Linked DNA regions of Mus musculus: all the other regions are linked to region 1. A link is a contact called in public promoter capture Hi-C data. All regions are on one chromosome and are shown on one strand. The core of a region is the stretch at or near the end of the contact, and the rest is flanking DNA. Distances in the headings are between cores, read along the strand shown. Region 1 overlaps Hhipl1 (hedgehog interacting protein-like 1). Region 2 overlaps Ak7 (adenylate kinase 7). Region 3 overlaps Papola (poly (A) polymerase alpha).

Region 1 (4,506 bases), core at 607-3,106:
AGTAGCAATAAGGACCTGTCACACCAGAGAGAAGCAACCACAGCATGAAGCACTCCATCGAAGGTCCTCAGAGAGCACGGGGTTCTGGAGAGTTTTGTGGCAGCCAGGACACAGGAATGGCCTGTAAGGGGGTCATGTGACTGACTCCAACATGGTAGGACTGACTAGGGCAGGGTGGAAGATGGATTCATTATCTATGCGCACACTCCTGTGTGTGATCACAGGCTTGCTCCCGGAGGCAGTGACTTTCCTGCCTGCATGGCAGAAAATGATGAATTCTACCTACTCCAGGCAGAGCCAGGGAAAGGACTCTGGAAGGCTTTCTGGTCTGGCAGTGTCCAAGGAGATTCAATAATCTCACAGAATTCTGTGCTTGTAGTGGCAGTGAGGTGAGAGGCAGGGTCCTGCTGGGAGGGACTGAGTCTGAGGGCAGATTAGAAGGTGGGAGTATCCTGGGGGTCATAGCCTCATTCCCGCCCCCCACCCCCAGGTACTACACACATATTGGCTGTCTAGTTAAGGATATAGTGGGGTAGACCTGAGACCAAGTCTAGATGCCTCTACTAAATGCCTCTACTAACCTGGGCATATCACTGAATAACACTGGGAGCTCTGAGCCTTAGTTTGCCCCCCTGTGAATTACTCATAAACAGCAAATGGATGATAGAAGGCAGGCAAGGTAAACTGTGCCCTGCCTGGGTTTATGTGAGGGTCTGGGATACTGCAGTAAAAAAGACCAAAGCTTCTTGCCTTGATAGAATGCATATCCTGATGAGGACTGGCCATAAGCAAGTGCAATGATCCGTTTTGGTATAGTGAAGGTTCATGGTCAGTTTCTTGGGCTTTGTTTTTCTAGGTAGTCAGAGACCAGGAAGTAATGGCAGGGAGACCTGGAGGGGAAGGTCAGATCTTAGGAGGTGACCTTTGAATGGGGACACAAAAGCAAGAAGTGAATTGCACAGGTGTAGGCTCTCCTCCTGGTGTCTCTGAGCCCTCCTGTCTCTACAGGAATGTTCACCCTATGCGGCCCATCTCTATGACGCTGAGGATCCAGCCACCCCACTTCGGACAGTGCCTGGCCTGTGTGAAGATTATTGCCTGGACATGTGGCAGACCTGCCGAGGCCTCTTTCGTCTCCTCTCCCCTGACCGTGAACTCTGGGCCCTGGAGAGCAACCGGGCCAAATTATGCCGCTACCTGTCGCTAGATGACACCGACTACTGTTTCCCAAGCCTGCTGGTCAACGAGAACCTCAACTCGAACCTGGGCCGTGTAGTGGCTGATGCCAAGGGCTGCCTGCAGCTGTGTTTGGAGGAGGTGGCCAATGGACTTCGAAACCCGGTTGCAATGGTACATGCTGGGGATGGCAGCCACCGCTTCTTCGTGGCCGAGCAGGTGGGGCTGGTGTGGACCTACCTGCCTGACCGCTCCCGCCTGGAGAAGCCCTTCCTGAATGTGAGCCAAGCAGTGCTTACTTCGCCCTGGGAAGGGGACGAACGTGGCTTCCTGGGTCTTGCCTTCCACCCCCGCTTCCCACATCCCAGCAAACTCTATGTCTACTATTCGGTGGGGGTCGGCTTCCGAGAGTGGATCCGCATCAGCGAGTTCAGAGTCTCAGAGGGTGACGAGAACACAGTGGATCATGGCTCAGAGAGGTGGATTCTGGGAGCCCCAGCCAAGGGGGAGTGGGGTGTTGAGCGGTCGGTCACGTGGGAGGCTGCGTGACACACACTGCCATGGCTGCACTAGCGTGTCTCTCTTAAATGCTGTGAATATTTAACACCCAGATGTGTGTTCTGGGGTGAATCCCATGCTCTGTGGCCTGGGAGGAGTGATTTTGCAAAACAGATAAGGCGTGGGGTCATGTCCTGACCTCTGCCTCTGTTATCCTAGGCCAGACGCTTCTCTCGTGTTCTGTGGCAGGCCTCTAGAGATGGCTATTTCATCTGACTCGTAAAACTGGATACGGTCACAGCTCAGAGCAGAAAAGTGACCTGTGAGGAAGCCTTCCAAGCTGGAGTCCTGGTCTGTTCTCAGAAGTGCATCCCATCATTGGGCTTGCTGGGCTGTGGTCAGAGGTCACCATTCTTGCCTCAACAGCCAGCTCCTCCCCCAGCCTCTTCATTCTCAGTCTCTGGCAGCTGGCCCTGTCTCCTGCTCCCGTCTAAATCTCACTCTCTTCCTTCCACTCTCTCCCTCTCCTCCTCCCCTCCCCTCCCCCTCCCCCTCCCCCCTCTCTCCCTCTCTCTCTCTGTCTTTTAGTCTTTCTCCTTCCCTGCCTCTGTCTCTCAGCCTTTCTCCCTTCCTGTCTCCCTCTCTGTCTCCGCCTCTTTGTCTCCGTCTGTTTGTCTGTCTGTCTGTCTGTCTGTCTGTCTCTCCTTGTGTAGCCCAGGCTGTGGGCTACATTGAACATCCTATATAGCCTATGCCTCAAACTCCCGATCCTGTCTGTGTCTCTACCTCCCAAGTATGGGGATTACAGGTATTGGTGACCATGTCCAGCTCTTACCCCGTTTAATCTGCTCCTACTCTAGGCCCCCCAGGGTCTGCAGAACCTATTCTCAACTGTTCATAGGGGTGTTGAGCTGGCTTGGTCACCCTGTTCCAGAGACTCTCCCAGGCAGAAGTGAATACTGAAAATAAGGGTCTTGAAAGTTGTTGGAAGGTCAGCCTGGGGAAGGCAGCAAGGAACCTGGGCCACTGGAGGAACTTACCTCCTCCTATCGCTGGAGGGACCCAGGGAAAAGTGAGGTGCCATAGCCCCAGAACTGTAGGGTATGTCAGGTTGGAGGCCAATCTAACTGGAGCCATGGTGGGAGGGGCAACTCTTGCAGAGATGTTGTCATAAACACAAGCAAAACACCAACCCCACACCTGGCTCTCCTAATGCCTTCTATTGGCTGATATGGTTCAGGTAGCAAAGGAGCATGGGAAATGTAGTTCAGAGGCACTGACTGTCTCTAACCCCAAGTAGAGGCAAGCAGGAGCAAAGGGTGAGGTGTGTTGGTAAAAATGGCAATGAAAAGCCACCATGCATTTGATGAAACTGTGAAATGCTGATGTTGGATAAATAGAAAGGAGAAACAGCCCAAAAACGGTAGCTTTGAGGGTTATAATCTTGTCTTAGAGCATTAGTTTTGACTCGAGTTATCTGGCAGCCAGAGGGAGTGGGGCGAGGGAAACAGAATTTTCAGGATTACAGCCAAGCCTGAGAGACCACTTCTCAATGACAGAAGGTTTGTCCCATGGACCTGACAGGTGGAGAAGGAGCATGAAAGCACGTGCCTCCAACAGTGACTTAAAAAAGGCTCATGGTAAAAAACTGAGAGTGGTTGGTACATTCCCTATAATAGCAGCTCTTAGGAAGTGGAGGCAACAAGATCCAGAAGGCCAGGCAGGAGAGATGGCTCAGAGGTTAAGAGTGCTGACTGCTCTTCCAGAGGTCCTGAGTTCAATTCCCAGCAACGACTTGGTGGCTTACAACCATCTGTAATGAGATCTGGTGCCCTCTTCTGGTTTGCAGGCATACATGCAGACACTGTACATATGAATAAATAAATTAAAAATAAATACATCTTTAAAAAAAATCCAGAGGGTCAGGAGTTCAAAGCCATCCTTGGCTACACAGCCTGTTCCAGGCTAGCCAAAGCTACTTGATAATCTGTCTTTAAAAAAAGAAAAAAGATCAAGTAGATGTGGTCGTATGTGCCTTCATTCCCAGCACTATGGAGTCAGAGCCAGGTGGATGTCTGTGAGTTCAAGGATAGCTTGGTCTACATAGTGAGTTCCAGGGCAACCAGGGATATATAGTGAGATCCTGCCTAAAAACAAATGAACAACAAAAAAATCTGGAGATGAAGAGCTAACTTCACGGTTAACAGCATCTGCTGCTTTTTTGCTGGTCCTGAGTTCGGTTTTCCAATAGCCATAAGGAACAGTTCATAACAGTGGACAACTTCAGTACCAGGATCTGCTGCTCTCTTCTAGTTCCAGGGTACCCACATTCATGTGGCAGATGCATACCCCCCAATAGAAATAAAATCCATTAATTTAAATACAGAACATAAAGTATACATAATCACATGTTTTAACCTGAGGCTTCAACGAGGGTCCTCTGGGCACCTCATACAGAACTTGACTTACCCAGAGGGAGAAGTTGGAGTGCCTGGCCGGCTAGCAGGGCTAGCTATCACTGGTGCCCAGGTCAGTTATCAGTGTCTTCCCATGGTTGGAGGATGTGGGTGACCAGAAGTCTGAGCTGACCTCTGCTTGGAGGACCCTGAATTTGGGACTCTGTAAGGGTCATATGCAGTAGCTTTGCCATGGAAAGATCTAGTTGCGATCGTTTTTCTAATGACCCGGACTCTCTGTGTCTTGCTTTTTGTTTGTTTGTTTTTCTTGTTTGCTTGTTTATTTTGTTTTTTTTTAAAAAAGATTTTATTTATTTATTTATTATATGTAAGTACACTGTAGCTGTCTTCAGACACACCAGAAGAGGGCATCAGA
Region 2 (4,506 bases), core at 1,285-3,784, 2.6 Mb before region 1:
AAGTCCAAGCATGAGGCATAGGGAGAGCAAGAAGGAGGCGAGACTATAAAACACTCAAAGCCAGCACTCAATCATGTACACATGGCCTAAAGTTCCCAAACCAGAGCAGCCAGGGGTTCAAACACCCATGCCTGTGGGGGACATTCCTTATTCAAACCACTGCATTGGCCATGCCTCTCCTATTCCAAGTGACTAAAAACTGCAGTAGGAACTCCATTCTCACCTACTGGACACCTCTCTCTCTCTCTCTCTCTCTCTCTCTCTCTCTCTCTCTCTCTCTCTTTTGGTTTTTCGAGACAGGGTTTCTCTGTGTAGCCCTGGCTGTCCTGGAACTCACTCTGTAGACCAGGCTGGCCTCGAACTCAGGGATCCGCCTGCCTCTGCCTCCTGAGTGCTGGGATTAAAGGCGTGCACCACCACTGCCCGGCTGAATTTACTTCTTTACTTATTTCTTTGTGCCAACTACGAACTTTACAGGAAAGTGGTGTGGAGTCATCAGGGGGAATCTCTTGTCCTAAACAATACCTTTGACTTCTTCTTCTTTTTTTTTTTTTTTTTTTTTTTTTGGTGTTTTTGAGACAGGGTTTCTCTGTGTAGTCCTGGCTGTCCTGGAACTCACTTTGTAGACCAGGCTGGCCTCGAACTCAGAAATCCGCCTGCCTCTGCCTCCTGAGTGCTGGGATTAAAGGCGTGCGCCACCACTCCCGGCTTACCTTTGACTTCTTGTTTGTTTCAGCACGACACTTGAGTTTCTGAAAGACAAGACTTTCTGAATTCTTACTACCAGTGACCTGTGTGATACAGAAAGTAGAAGAAAGGAAAGGTTTTTCCTTTGCTTTGCTTTGTTGTTTTTTACATATTTTGTTCGTTTGTTCATTTTGAGGCAGAGTCTCTTGTAGCCAAGGCTGGCCCCAAACTGGCTAAGTAGTGAAGGGTGGTCTCGAATTCCTGGTCCTCCTGGTCCTCCTGCCCCTCACTCCTGAGTGCTGGTATTGCAGGTGTGTGCCACCATATCCTGTATGTAGTGCTGGGGATCAAACCTGGAGTCGAGCGTGTGCTGGGCAAACACTCTATCAAATGGACTATCACCTCATTCATTCATATATATATATATATATATATATATATATATCCTGCCTGCCTGTGGTACCATACCCAGCTTGAGAGATATTTTAATGAGATCATTTTGTTGTCATCTATAAAATGATAACAAGTGGCCCCAAACTATTGATTTCACATCTCAGACTCCCTGGTAAGCTGAAGGTGCGATGTGTGGCCTGGAAGAGTCTTTGGGGCTTGGGAGACACACTAGCTTTTAGGCCTCATCAAGCCATGGACAGACAGGGCGCCTTGAACGTGACCACAGCCGGGAAATGGTAGCCGGCTGCAGAGGAGGCGTGCACACTGCAATTGACCTGCCAAGCCCTCTGTAGAGCAGACTCCTCCCTCTCAGGCTCTCCTAGCAGTTTCCAGGAACTCTGGGTTGGGGCTAAAGAAAGAACCTCTCAAAGGGCAAAGGTCAGAAATGTGACCTGGAGGAGAGGGTGTGGGGGCGGGGCGAGCACAGTCTGACTGCAGCTTCATTTTTAAGGACTAATTTTATTAATTATTATTTAAGGTGCTAGGAGTAGCAAACCCAGGGTGCACCCAGCAGGTGCTGAGCCTCTAGGCTCTGGCCTCAGCCCTTTTCTGAACGTGTTTAAAGTCAGTTTGAGTTTGCTGTTCAGATCCAGCAAATATTTACTGAGCGCCTCCTTTTGTTGGGGAGGGATAGGGTGGAGGATAGGGTGGAGGACAGTGTGTATGTAAAACGCAGGTCCCCATCTGTGCCGAGCACATGTTCTACCACTGAGATAGAGTCTCAACCTAAATGCCCGTGTTAGCAAAATTGTAAAATGTAATCGATAAGTTGTTTCTCCGCCGATGGAATGAGCCTAGATTAGATTATATATAGGCAGGTTTACTGGGAAGCTGCCCTCTGACCCCAAGGATTGATTGAGGCCAGGGATGTCTTCAAAAATGCAAAGAGGTGTGGGGAGGGGCGGAGAGAGAAGAGAAAGAGGAGAGGGAGAGAGAAGGGGGGTGAGAGAGAAGAGAAAGAGAGATAAGGAGAGAAAAGAGAGAAAGAGAGATAAGGAGAGAGAAGAGAGACAGAGACAAAGAGGAGAGGGAAGAGGAGAAGATGAGAGGGGGAGAGGGAGGGGGAGAGAGAGAGAGAGAGAAAGAGAGAGAGAGAGAGAGAGAGAGAGAGAGAGAGAGAGAGAGAGAGAGAGAAGAAAATGTCTTGATTATATAGGAGCCTCTGGGAAAGGGCAGCCCTGTCCCTGGGCTGGAAAGTTCAGGGTGGGGGTGGGAACAGGGTATGCCAGGTAGAGACTGAGGGATTCTGAGAGAGCCTGGAGGCCAGGTCTGCTTTGATATGTAATAATTGTCATCTCTGAGGCTTACTCTCAGAAGCTTCTGGCCTCCACACAACCTTACCTGTGCCTAGACTGTTCTCAGCCCCTGAGACTTGCTCCTGAGTAAGCTCACCTCTTTTGTTCTCTCTGCCCTCTGGCTGGCTGGTCAACTCAGCTGTTCTGGCTCAAACTCCTCTCTAAGCTGGCTGATTCAATCTGGCTTCTTTCCTGAATTGCTCTGCTTGGCCTCATACTAATTTTGGCAATCTATTCTAATCCTTGGCTCCTTCTCATTCTCTGGCTCTTTCCGTCTTCACCTGTGTCTAGCTTGTTCTCTCTTCAACCTGTACAACGTTGCCAGTAAAACTGCCTACTTCTTCTGCTGCCCTTTCTTATCTCTATCTTCCCTTTTCTCTCTCTTCTAGTGAGAATTGGGCATATCCTACTCTGTCAAATCTTTCTCTGGTTCATCATTTTGTCTGCCGCTCAATTAGACACCACTTTCAAACATGGGTGAATCCTTCATTGTAACTACCTTTACCTTCATTGTTTGGGATTAAAGGTTCGTACTAAGGTCTTGTCTGTATTCCATCCAGAAGGATAAAAGGTGTGTGCTGAGGTTGAGACACACCACAACTAGAAATAGTTGTGTTTTGTTTTTTTTTTTTTCCAGCAAATTTTGGTGTTCACAGTATGATCAAATATCCTGCAACACAAAATACTCAAATACTGTCTCGCTCAACTCCCACAACAGAAGTAGTGATTTACTACTATATGTTAAGGTCAGCACTGAGGGGCAGTGAGATGGCTCAGGGGTAAAGGCGACTGCAGCCAAGATGATGGCCTGAGTTCTAGCTCCTCTAAGACCCATGTGGTAGTGCTATGCCCTGAGTCCTCGGGAAACCCAGACAAGCCCAAGAGTTGTGAAGTCTGCTGCAATTTGCAAAATAGTCTTTTTCTTTAAATGTCCAGTCCTGACTAGGATCGCAAGACCCCGTAGGTTCTGGCGTGCAATCCTGAGCTCAGAAAACACTGTGTTTATACAGTGCCCTTAGACGTTCTTAGAATGCTTAGGGTGAAGGGGGGTGGAGGTGGGGTTTGGTAGGATGGAACTGAAGCTGGGGGGGGGTGATTAAAGAGTGTCTTTTGTGGGGCTATCAGGAACTAGTTTTACAGCCGGCTATAACTGTCTGTGTCCTCTGATTAACTGCTTTCTATGATTTAAGTGTGGGACCCTAATCTCCTTTCTTCAAGGACAGGCACCAGCTGCACCTGGTTATCTAGGAGGCTGCTGGCCTTGGTGCCACCAAAGCCGAGTTCTTGTGGTCTATCTTATTTCGGCTGGCACTCTCAGCTCCTTGAGTCCCCTTGGAGCAGTTAGGGAGGTGGGGTGAACCCCCACGTTTGCTGCAAGGCAGGAGGGGGAGCAGGGCTTCTGTGAGGCAATATAGAGGCAAACTGCAGAAAGGAAGTCTTATCGTGCTTCTCAGGGAGAGTGCAGAGGTGAGCCTTACCGCTCTTGCTCTGTGTGTGTGTGTGTGTGTGTGTGTGTGTGTGTGTGTGTGTGAGAGAGAGAGAGAGAGAGAGAGAGAGAGAGAGAGAGAGAGAGAGAAAACCTTCTGCAAGAGAGTGCAGAAGCAGGCAGTCTATGCACCTCAGTAGCAGAAGAGAACTGACTCTCACAATTGTCCTCTGACCTCAAGATGCACCCGATGGCACGTGTGTACCCACAAAATAAATAGCATGTAAAAAGAATAATAATAAAAGGGAGGAGGGCTGGAGAGTATGCACTGCCCTTGGAGAGGTTCCTAGCACATCGGGCAGCTTAGAACCACCTAGAACCACATTGGATCCCAGTTCCAGGAGATCCAATGCCTTCTAAGGACACACACACACACACGTGATACACACACATGTGATACACACAGGCATGCACACACACAGGGGCACATAAATTAAAAACGAAAAGAAGCTTCAGAGTGCTTAGAGTGCTTAGCGCACACCTTTAATCCTAACACTCGGGAGGCAGAGGCAGATAGATCTTTGTGAGTTCAAGGCCAGCCTGGTCCATAGAGCAGGAAACCCTGTCTGGAAAAACCCAAAAATA
Region 3 (4,506 bases), core at 882-3,381, 2.5 Mb before region 1:
TTATAAATTAAAGCGTTAATTGGCAGATAATCTAAATTTCATTTTGGAGAATAAAGCTTTTTTTTTTAAAAACAGGATGAAACAAGTGAAGATGCTAACTGTCTTGCTTTGAGTGGACATGATAAAACAGAGACAAAGGTATACTAACTTAGCCTTTAGAATGTGCACGGGTAGACGTGCAGGTGTGTGGAGATAGATGCCTGTCCTTGTGGTGCTGAGTCAACTGGAGTGTGTGGGGTTCTCTCTCACTGTTTTTAAGAAGCCTCTTGGTTTTTTTAATGTTAATTAATGCCTAAGTCTGATGGGAGTAGAGCAGTGTAAAACAGGAACTTAGAGTTCAGAGAAAAGGTAAGATGGTGGTGTGCGTGTGGGACTTATGTGTCAGTAGTAAGGGTTGGGAGACATGGGGTGAGAAGGGGAGGGTGCTGCTCTGAGCAGAGGTAAGATAACCTTTGAAGCAGTGATTGCCTAGGCTGGCCGTGAAACTCTAACCTCACTGTTGGGTCTAGCAGTAGGGCTGGGTTAGAAAAACTGTTTGAGAAGGCTTTGGCTTGAGCGGGTTGGGCAGTGAGGAGGACTCTGGTTCCCTCCAACCTAAGGACTGAGAATGACTTCATCTTAGAAAGTGAGATGAGTATGCCAAAGGCTTAACTTTCCCAACTTAGCCAAATTCCCACCAAGAATACTGTAGTAAGTCTCCTTATGATGTCTTTCAAGCTGTGCATGTATACATATACACCAGTGCCTTTACTTTTGATTTATAACGCACTTTGCAGACCGAGAAAAATAGGTTTATGTTATATAATCTGCATATTGACTGTATTGGAATTTTTTTTAATCACACCTTACTAGTTACTTATTGTCAGCAACTGTTTCCATTAAAAACAATTTGCACCTTCCCACTGCAGCATTGGAGTATTGTAAATATCTGCCATTCAGCTCTGCTTATTTAATACATTTTTAAGAACTTGATACATATTCCAAACAGTCCCTGTGAAAGACTCCACTTCTCCCATTCTTGTTAACCCTGTGCAGTTTGTAGGGAAAGCAGTGATGGTTCCTGTGTTCACAGTTTAGAAATATGCTTTTACCTGTATCTTCCTCTGCTTGTGTGTTTTCTGTATGCGAGTGAAGCTGCTGTGGGGTGACACAGTTGTCGCTCTGTTGTCTGCTCACTAATTGGGGCATTGATTATTGGACAGAGGAGGGCAGTAGATAGAGACCATAAGAAAAGGACAATTTACAGCTGTTTGCTACTTTAATTACTTTAATGTGGGGCAGTTTTTGTGCCTCTGAATAGTTTTTATTTACTAATGTTATGCATTTCCCCCACATAGTTAAGGACATTCTTTGGTTTTATGTTTTGTGAATTATTATCTAGGTAACATTTTCTAAAGTGCCTGTGCATACCTTTAATTAGTACTTGTTAAAACATCCAAGTTAGAGCAATTTGGGAACTGTGAGATACTTTGGTCATGCCCTACAATTTGTATCTGAAATGGAGCAATAGATTATAACAGGGCTGGATGACTTGTGATATAATGTAGGTACATCTTTCTCTACCCTCCTGTTGCTAGTTTGTCTTCTTTATTAGCCACCACACCCATTTATGCTCTTTGATTTTTTTTTTTTTTTTCTTTTTTAAAAAAGTGTCTCTTCCCCTCTCCCCATCCTTTGTTTCCCAGGAACAAGTTGATCTGGAGACAAGTGCGGTTCAATCAGAAACTGTTCCGGCATCGGCTTCTCTGTTGGCCTCTCAGGTACTAAGTGTAAAACAAGCATGGAGAGTTTGCTCAGTGGTTTTGATATTAGAGTGGTATATTGATTTCAAATGAAGGCTCATGCTAGACTATTAAATTTTTGTTTGTGGAAGTAGTTAAAGTCTGTAAGTTTTCTGTAGTTTAAAGTTAAAGGCAGGCAGACTATTGATTTGGAGCCATTGCTCTGAGCTGGTAGGAAGCTCTGTCGAGCTCTGACTTGTGACATACATTGGCCCCTCAAACTGGTGGGGCTGAGACTATCCTGAGCTCTGGTGAGGCGCCGGCAAAGGGAATGGAGGCAGCTGTAGGTCTTCCCTTACACCGCAGATCGTTCAGATCCTCACTGTTGTGTGTGATGACATAAATGTTTATTTATAGGTCAAAGGCTGAGAGTGAAACAAAGAACAAACAGTGTTCCGGACCTGTGTGCAAGGCTCAGAGAGATTTTCATTGTATTTATTCATTCACTATGGTGCTTAGCTTAAGTGCTCCTGAACTGCCTTTGGCTCCCTGATATTTTTAATTTTTAAGATGTGTTTCTTTTTCAGTTTAGTTTTTAGTATTGATTTTATTTAGTTATTCTGTAGACAGTCAATAACTCCTTAGAGTAATTGACTAGCGTTAGTGTTGGCTGGGACAGTTCCATATGCACACAAGCAGTCTTGTCTTGCTAATTCACAAACCTTCACCTTCTTTATTTTTCTTCTTGAATCCTTTTAAACTTAAACCAAAGTGTAGGTCAAACGTTGACCCAAAAATCAGTGTCTCCTCATAGCATGTACTAACTAGATTACCTGAGGCGCTGAGCTAGCTGCCAGCCGTGTACTCACCTGTGGCTTAGAGTCTCAGTGCTTGTGGGAAACACACTCTGCCATACTCTGCCAACACCAGTGTTCTACTCAGTTTCTCAAAGTTGTTTGTCTGTATGCTTTCCCTCAGCCTCAGTAGCCAAGAGGTCATCGAATGAGGAGTGTGCTTGTGTTCCTCCACCACATGTTTCCCACTCTGCTGCACTGATTGATTACGTGCCTGCAGCCATGGCGCCCCAGTGGGGTTGGCTTTGAAAGTGTTTTTTTGAGTAGAGTTTTTTTATTCAGTTGTGAAAGGATTTATAAACCAGTCAGACCACCCCAGTTACGCTGTTTTTAGAGAATGTATCTTGTGTCCTGTGATTGAGGGAGGGCCTTTATTGCGGAGGGTAGTGTCTAAATACAGCAGGGCCACGTATTTGAGGTAATCACAGATAATTGGGAGCAGCTTCAGTTTCGCTTCAGAATAATCCTTGGTTGAAGGCCACAGGAAGGAGTAGATTGGCTTTGACTTAACTGTTGCTGAAGCTGGCTGAGACTAATGTGAGACTAATAAATGCTCTCAACTTCTATGCCTGTGTGGAAACGTCTCATGAAACATTTTATGATTCATCTCTGTATTTTGGAATATTAAAGATGCCTTGTAATAAAATTTGTGATACAATTTTTTTTAATTCCCTAAAAGTTGAGTTAAATTATTGTTCAGTTATATAGTTAATTTTATAATTTAGAGTGTCAGAAAATAACTGCTAAATGCTAGCTGTGTGTCTCAGGTGAATGTAAGTGCTTCCTCCACACGAGGGCACTCCGACACCACTTCTTGTTAGAGCAGTTAGTATGGTAAACTGGGCCCAACAGTAATTAAGTGTTATTTTATTAATAATATCTTTCTCTCTCTTGTTCTTTATTTTGTGAAATATATTTTTAAGATTTCTATTTGAAGTTACAAAATAATTTTTGGTAAATCCTGAAAATGTTATTATTTGAAAATGTCTGCAAGTCTAGTTATGTTTATTTGCGCTGCATATTTTCCATTTAAAATTGATTTTTCTTTTTAAATTTGCCTCATAATAAAGCTGCATCCTTTCCTAGGAGTAAGGCGGTGGGACACGCATCCCATTTTAAGTCACAGTGCTTTAAACTGTGGTGTGTTGTTTGCTTTCATTCTCAGAAAACATCCAGTACAGACCTTTCTGATATCCCTGCTCTCCCTGCAAATCCTATTCCTGTTATCAAGAATTCAATAAAACTGAGACTGAATCGGTAAAACCACCTCAGGGTCCATAAACAGTATCTGCCAACTCAACCCGTTGTCTCCAGATGCTTAAACAAAGGAAAGAAAGAAAGAAAGGAAAAGAGGAGATTGGAGGGACAAGACTAGACCTGACTGACAGTGGGTTTAGCTGTTTGGTGGCCTCCCTGCCTTGGGCTCATGAGCACTTGATCAGAAGTCCAGGTTAGTATGCGAAGCCAGGAGTGCTATTATTACTGTGTTAGCGACAGCTGCATTAACTACTCAGAAAAATTACTGCCTTTAAGAAGGAAACAAAACAAAACCCTCGAGCTATGTTTGTATCCATAACTGACATCCGGATCGCGCCTCTGTGTGCTGCATTGTTTGGAAAACTGCAATACAAGCTGGCAGAAGAACTCCTCATTCTGATGATGCACTTTTATGTATTTTTTTTTAATTAGAAAGTAGAACTAATTTTAGATTTTCAGCTTAATGGATTTTCAATTTTTTTTCCCCAAAGAATTTTCTTTACAATTAGTCTTTAAATTGGATACGTTGTGCATTGGTGTACCATTCTGTCCCAGAAAGGGCAGGAGGACACCGAGCTCAGCCCAGTCCTTACGGGCAGCTGTAGCCCTTAGGGTGAATTGTCAATGCTAAGGTATACTTTGGACACTGAAAGAAGAATTAGGCGATACTTGGT

The links. Promoter capture Hi-C pulls out the DNA fragments that hold promoters and counts their contacts.
Region 2: a contact with region 1 is called in a promoter capture Hi-C map of liver, with 8 times the contacts expected there. The contact joins two enhancer-like sites. A contact is called at or near these places in 2 of 39 promoter capture datasets (hippocampal neurons and liver).
Region 3: a contact with region 1 is called in a promoter capture Hi-C map of liver, with 5 times the contacts expected there. The contact joins two enhancer-like sites. A contact is called at or near these places in 4 of 39 promoter capture datasets (cranial neural crest, hippocampal neurons, liver and 1 more) and 1 of 115 datasets of contacts at active chromatin or transcription factors (stem cell-derived neural progenitor cells).

What each region holds. Positions count from the first base shown.
Region 1 is chr12:108,310,680-108,315,185 of GRCm38.p6, forward strand. It overlaps Hhipl1 (hedgehog interacting protein-like 1), which reads left to right. Exons shown (of 9, transcript NM_001044380.1): 2 at 1,009-1,655. Among named protein-coding and RNA genes, the nearest start is that of Hhipl1, 6.7 kb to the left of the region's middle. Within about 2 kb of position 1,857, at least 14 of the 459 cell types and tissues checked have an H3K27ac peak or open chromatin away from gene starts, as enhancers often do. A contact at or near this core is called in liver, where this site is marked.
Region 2 is chr12:105,756,532-105,761,037 of GRCm38.p6, forward strand. All of the region lies in intron 12 of Ak7 (adenylate kinase 7), which reads left to right. Among named protein-coding and RNA genes, the nearest start is that of Papola, 26 kb to the right of the region's middle. Within about 2 kb of position 2,535, at least 38 of the 459 cell types and tissues checked have an H3K27ac peak or open chromatin away from gene starts, as enhancers often do. A contact at or near this core is called in liver, where this site is marked.
Region 3 is chr12:105,833,025-105,837,530 of GRCm38.p6, forward strand. Papola (poly (A) polymerase alpha) reads left to right here. Exons shown (of 22, transcript NM_011112.4): 20 at 76-138; 21 at 1,686-1,760; 22 at 3,741-4,506. The coding sequence ends at 3,836. Among named protein-coding and RNA genes, the nearest start is that of Papola, 51 kb to the left of the region's middle. Within about 2 kb of position 2,132, at least 16 of the 459 cell types and tissues checked have an H3K27ac peak or open chromatin away from gene starts, as enhancers often do. A contact at or near this core is called in liver, where this site is marked.